2 separate regions of the Rattus norvegicus genome follow, and region 1 is linked to region 2. A link is a contact called in public Hi-C data. All regions are on one chromosome and are shown on one strand. The core of a region is the stretch at or near the end of the contact, and the rest is flanking DNA. Distances in the headings are between cores, read along the strand shown. Region 1 overlaps Med13l (mediator complex subunit 13L). Region 2 overlaps Med13l (mediator complex subunit 13L).

Region 1 (2,700 bases), core at 23-2,522, 59 kb before region 2:
GGATTTCCTGTTGCTCTATTGTGGGAGGGCATGTGCACTGTGGCCTGGCTGTGGAGATCACAGGCCAGCTTTTGGGAGTTCTCTGTCTCCTTGCACCATGTGTTGTGAGGCGTAGGCAGGCTCCGGTACCTTTACCTGCTGTGCTGTCTCCCAGCTCTTCTCCGTTGTTTTTGGTTCTGTTTCTCCTTACTGATGTCTTAAGTTCATTTTGTCACAAGTCAGGAAACAAATGGCCTGTCCTGACAGCAGAGTGGGTGCTGTCCTTGGAGGCCAGCTTGTCACAGAGCTGAGATCGCCTCAATGTGGGCTGCTTCATGCCACAAAGAGTTAAGCAAAGACTGACTTATTTTTAAATGGTTTTTGTTTTGTTTTAAATCATAGAAACATTATTATTTTTTTAAATCAAGGTCTCACTTTGTAGGTCTGGCTGACCTGGAACTTGCTCTGTAGATCAAGCTGGCCTCAAACTCACAGGAATCTGCCTGCCTCTGTCCCCCAAGTGCAGGGGTTAATGGCGCGCACCACTTCCTGCAGACGCACCACATTTTAATTGGAATGACTATGCGAAAGAGGACAGAGGAGGCAGCGTGGGCAGCTGCTGTTTGAGCATAGGCATGGCCGACCAGTGTGCCGCTTACCTCCCCTTTGCCGACACTGTCAACTGACTGGTTGGTCCAGGGGAGTGGCATCTCGCTTATGCTCTTTCCTTTGGAGAACCGTGAAGTGCGTTGCGTGCTCTGCTGGGCAGCCATGCCATCCTCGAGTGGCTCCTCTTCTCGGCGTGCTGAGCATTGGGAAAGTGAGACCCAGTCACACAGATCGTCCACCTCTGCATGTAAAAGTGGCTGAAGAGTAAATTCTGTGGCTCCAGCATTAGGAAATATTTGAAATCTAATTAGAAAAGTGAGTGGCACAGTGACTGTAGAGTAGTCAGGAAAGGTGGGGAGTTCCTGTTGCTCACCATAGAATCTAGAGTGCAACACTTCCTTTCCCGCCTGTTTAAGAGTTATTTTATTTTGGGAATATAAATGTTAGCAGAGTCCTGCCAGCAGATGTGAGTGTTAGGTCCAGGGCAGGCAGCACTGATATGACATTAACAGGAGGGCTGAAGTACTGTTCATGTCTTTTGGTTCTGTTTTGCTTGCATCTTGCCATGGTGTATACTTTGTAGCTGGCAAAGCACAGTAAATACCAAGCTGCTGCCCAGGACACTGTGTCGGTCCCCCCCCCCCCCCTCCGTGTTCACACGAGTGAGAGTGCTGCTGCCCAGGACACTGTGTCCCCCGCTTTGTTCACATGAGTGAGAGTGCTGCTGCCCAGGACACTGTGTTGGACCTATAGCTATGTACTTGGAATGCTTGAAGTATCTGGGTCCCTGTGAGGAAGGTGGTGAGACAAGGGAAGGTGCACACATCGTGAGGCTCTGAAGGCTTGGCTTCGGACGCCTGCACGGTTATTTAACAGCTGCGAGCCTTTGCTCAGTTTATTTAACCCATCATTGTCTTAACCCTCACTATAAATTGGATTATGAGGCTAAAGTTAATAAAGCCTGAGCTAGCTCACACAGCAGTCACTCTGCAACTGTAATGTAGTTGTCGGCCAGTGCTACTGCACTGATAACCGCGAGCTCGCAGATGAGAATTACATTTTGACATTTTTCACGCAACTGATTCTGCACGTAGTGCCCAATATTAATGCCTACTTCAAGATGAAATAATTATTTTCTGGTTTTAATGTTTGAGTGAGGAATGGCGAATAATAAAAATGTCTCCGTAGCAAAGGTGACATGCTCATAGGAAATTTATCTGTGTTTTTCATACATTTTCTGTGTGTGTATTTATGTGTGCACATGTGGGTGTGCATTTGCTATATGGACATGCAGTAGAGACTGGAGGAGAACTTTTGGGAGTCTCTCCTCCTACCATAGATTCTGGGTCTCAGATGCGGGTCTGCAGGCTCGCCTGGCAAGGGCCTGTGGAGCCCCTTGCTGGTCCCTTCCTTCTCTGCGTTTCACAGCGAGCACAGAATGTTGTATGGAGAGGACAGTAGCTTAAGCTTGCTGCACTGGGAGTGGAGTGGAGACTGCTGCCATGGTACAGCGGGGCCCGTGAGCACGTTGGGCTGTCTGAGGGCTTCTGTTTGTGTGTTCAGTTAGAGGATTATAGTCAACAGGTAGGAGAGGTGCACACTGTGCTGTGCACAGACTGAGTGTATGCGAGGGTAGACCAGGATGGCCTTAGCCTCACAGCCATTAAAGATGTGTCTCACCACCACAGCCGGCCTGACACACTGTTACCGCTCACGTTTCTATTTTCCTAATTTGTTCTGAATTAGTTTGCCAAAGCTATGAAGTAGTAATAGTTTTCATTGTATGATGACTGTATGAACATACATGCTTACTTAAGTATTTGACTTAGTGACTTACGCATCCTGAAGACATGTGACATCTACTAAGACTTGGATGAGTAACAGGTCTTATTGTGAAATTACGAAAAGATAGCCACTCAAATTCTTTCATACGAAGAGTAGAAAGGGATTCAGTGAACTAGAATTATTAAACTAAACATGCTTGAAATTGAGAGAGCAAGCTGAAGTTGAACTTTCTACTGTAAATAACATCAGTGTGTTACCGCAGGCAACTTACTGAACCATGTAATTGGTTTTTTTAAAAGAAAAATGGGACATTTATACCAAGATTGT
Region 2 (2,700 bases), core at 149-2,648:
TGTTTGGTTCCACCTCACCACCCCCATGAAACTCTAGGCTTTGTGCTGGGGAGGAGGAAGAGGCCAAGCAGGGGTTTGAACTAAGGCCCCAATGCCTGCTGGGTTAGTACTGAGTCACAGTTTTTAAAAGATGCTTTTAAAAGTTATTATTAATTATTTGCATTAAATTTATTTATGTGTATGACTGTGCACCACATGAGTGTCAGGGGGTCAACCAGGGGTTGTGACCTGCCATGTATGGTGCTGGGAGCCCAACATGGGTCCTCTGTAAGAGCTGCAAGTGCTCCCAACCTCCCAACTGACTCTGCAGCCTCTAGAGTTGCTCCAGAGTTGGTTTGCTTGTTTTCTTTCTCTTTATTCTCCAGAAGCTGTTTTATGCCTACTGCACTCTTCATGTGTGTGAATTCTTTTTTGCTTTATAGCACATTCATGATGGAAAGTACAGTAATGTTACGGAAAGCCTAAAAAGTCATTGTTTTTTAAAAAGTTAATTACGTACATATTATCTTTAGAATGAACTTTCTACTCCTGCATCTACTGTGCTCATTTCCACACTCAGTCGTTCTTCCTGTTAAGTGCCAGTGTCTGCACAGACTGTGGCTAGCAGGCAGCACGCACGCCTGCTCCCACAAAGGGTGCAGCCCCACGGGTGTGGAAGGACTGTTCACTTTTGGAAGTAGCAGAACGACGGACTGTGCTTGCTGTCAGGGCCTCTGCTCTCACAGCAGGAACCTCTGTTCCTGATTGCATGCTGGGCCAAGTGATGAGTGGGTATAATTGTTCTGCATTCTGGTTTTTCTTCAAAGGAGTGTTTTTTAAATCCACATTAAAAAAGAGCTTGGAACAGTGTTTATGTAAATGAAAAGAAGCCATTTGCTAGGTGAGAGAGAGTGTAGTCAGAGGAAGATAAAGGAGATTAACACTGTGTCAACTGTCAGTCTCAGTTTTGGAGAGAGAAGCAGAAAAGAAAGGCCAATAGTGATGAGTTAAAGCATGACCAGAGTCTCCACTGTTTACAAGAACCGAGCGTGTGGGTGTGTTTACCTCAGGAGTCCCTCATCTGTGCTGTGGACTGCCTGCCACTGCACCTCCCCTCGGGGGAAGGCAGGGCATGCAGAGCAGACTGTGGTCTCTGAACCTTTTATTTGCGTTCTCTTTTCTTTTCCCCTCTCCTTTCTCTCCTCCCTTCTCTCTTCCATGTTATTTTTGCTACATTTGCTGTTTTAACCTGTCAGTTACAAAATAATTACTATGTCACCATGGCTGGCGGCTCATATAGGAGAAATCTGCCGTCTCTTAATCAAAGGTGATTACAGTTTTTCCTGTCTGTAAATGTGCTTGTTGAGTAACGGCAAGGCATTAGTCTCAGGCTGATGTGCGGATTGAAAGGCAGCAAGAGGCAGTGGCATTGTTATCTCCCCAGGCGTGGCTAATGAATCGCATTTCCCTGTTCTGCTGGTCACGCCAGACAGTGCCCTCTGCCAGGGCTAACCCTCCTGTAAAACGAACGCTCCCTAAGATTATTGCTGCAAGAACAGAAATGCTGGCCGAGCCAGGGTCGCCGAGCGCCAAGAGGACAGCTGCGCTCCACACAGATACTCACAGTGATAGCTCTGACAGAGGTTGGAGAGCTTCAGCGCAGAAGGCAAGTCGGGACCTATCCTGTCAGAATTTCAGTAGCAAGCGAGTGCGTGTTTATGTTTCAAAGCAGGTCTCCTCTGAAGTGAAGGAAAGAAATGGTTTTCATTTTTACTGTTTAATTGAGAGGACATTGAGACCCAGGGGTTGAGTCTTCTTGACTAACTCAGCCATTTTAGAGGAAGTTTATCTGAAGCATTGATGGATTGAAGTAAATCTGAAGCGTATGTGTGTGTCATATGTGTGTTGTATGTGTGCATGTCATATATGTGTGCATCCTGTACACCAACTACATGCATGCTTTTCATTAACAGTGAACATTCTCGATGCCTGGTTCATACCTGTAATCCTGAAATCTGGAAGCTGAAGCAATAGGATTTTCATGACTTTGAGGCTAGCCTGGGCTATACTGTGATATTCCAAACAAAGACACCCCTCCCCCCATTTATATCTCAGGCTGATCCTTTGTAATTTCTGAGCATGTGGTTGTTTAATAAACACCAGCCTAACTTAAGCTTAAGTGGTGTGTGCCCACAGAGGACAACTGGAGTCAATTGTGAGGCATAGACTGCCCTCCCAGGAGCCAGAGGTCTCTTCTAGGTGGGGCTGCCCTTCCAGACCCTTGTCCGTTTTTACATTAAAAGCTTAAGATAAAATGGTAATGCTCATTCTAACAGGCCTGGGGCCACGCTCGGGTTTGGAAGTCAGTGCAATGCGACACTTGACAATTTCTCTTTCAGCGTGAGCAATCACAGGGAAGAGGGACTGATTTCTGCACAGCTGTCTTCTGAAGGTCTTGCTCAGTGTATCCAGAAATCTAATTCTCTGGCCTCCTTTAGTTGAAAATTTACTGGCTTTACACAAGTCCTGTGATCCATTGAAATGCTAACGTGGGTCATGTCTCAGCTGCCACAGTGCTGAGCAAAAGCCTTCATTAAAATTCTGGTTATCCTGCAACTGTCAGAGGACCATGCTGTTAGAGGTTCCTGAGGAAGACTTTAGCCTGGTGAGATCGCATGTCACAGCCCTGCTTCTGTCTGCTGAGCATCCTCAGCGCTGTTC

What was found. Hi-C and Micro-C count contacts between places; a contact is called where the count stands out from the background.
Region 1: a contact with region 2 is called in a Hi-C map of psoas muscle, with 1.7 times the contacts expected there. The contact joins two enhancer-like sites. A contact is called at or near these places in 3 of 12 Hi-C or Micro-C datasets (liver and psoas muscle).

Annotation. Positions count from the first base shown.
Region 1 is chr12:43,622,618-43,625,317 of GRCr8, reverse strand. All of the region lies in intron 2 of Med13l (mediator complex subunit 13L), which reads left to right. Among named protein-coding and RNA genes, the nearest start is that of Med13l, 42 kb to the left of the region's middle. Within about 2 kb of position 1,272, at least 1 of the 93 cell types and tissues checked has an H3K27ac peak or open chromatin away from gene starts, as enhancers often do.
Region 2 is chr12:43,563,474-43,566,173 of GRCr8, reverse strand. The region is part of intron 2 of Med13l (mediator complex subunit 13L); the gene reads left to right. Among named protein-coding and RNA genes, the nearest start is that of Med13l, 100 kb to the left of the region's middle. Within about 2 kb of position 1,398, at least 9 of the 93 cell types and tissues checked have an H3K27ac peak or open chromatin away from gene starts, as enhancers often do.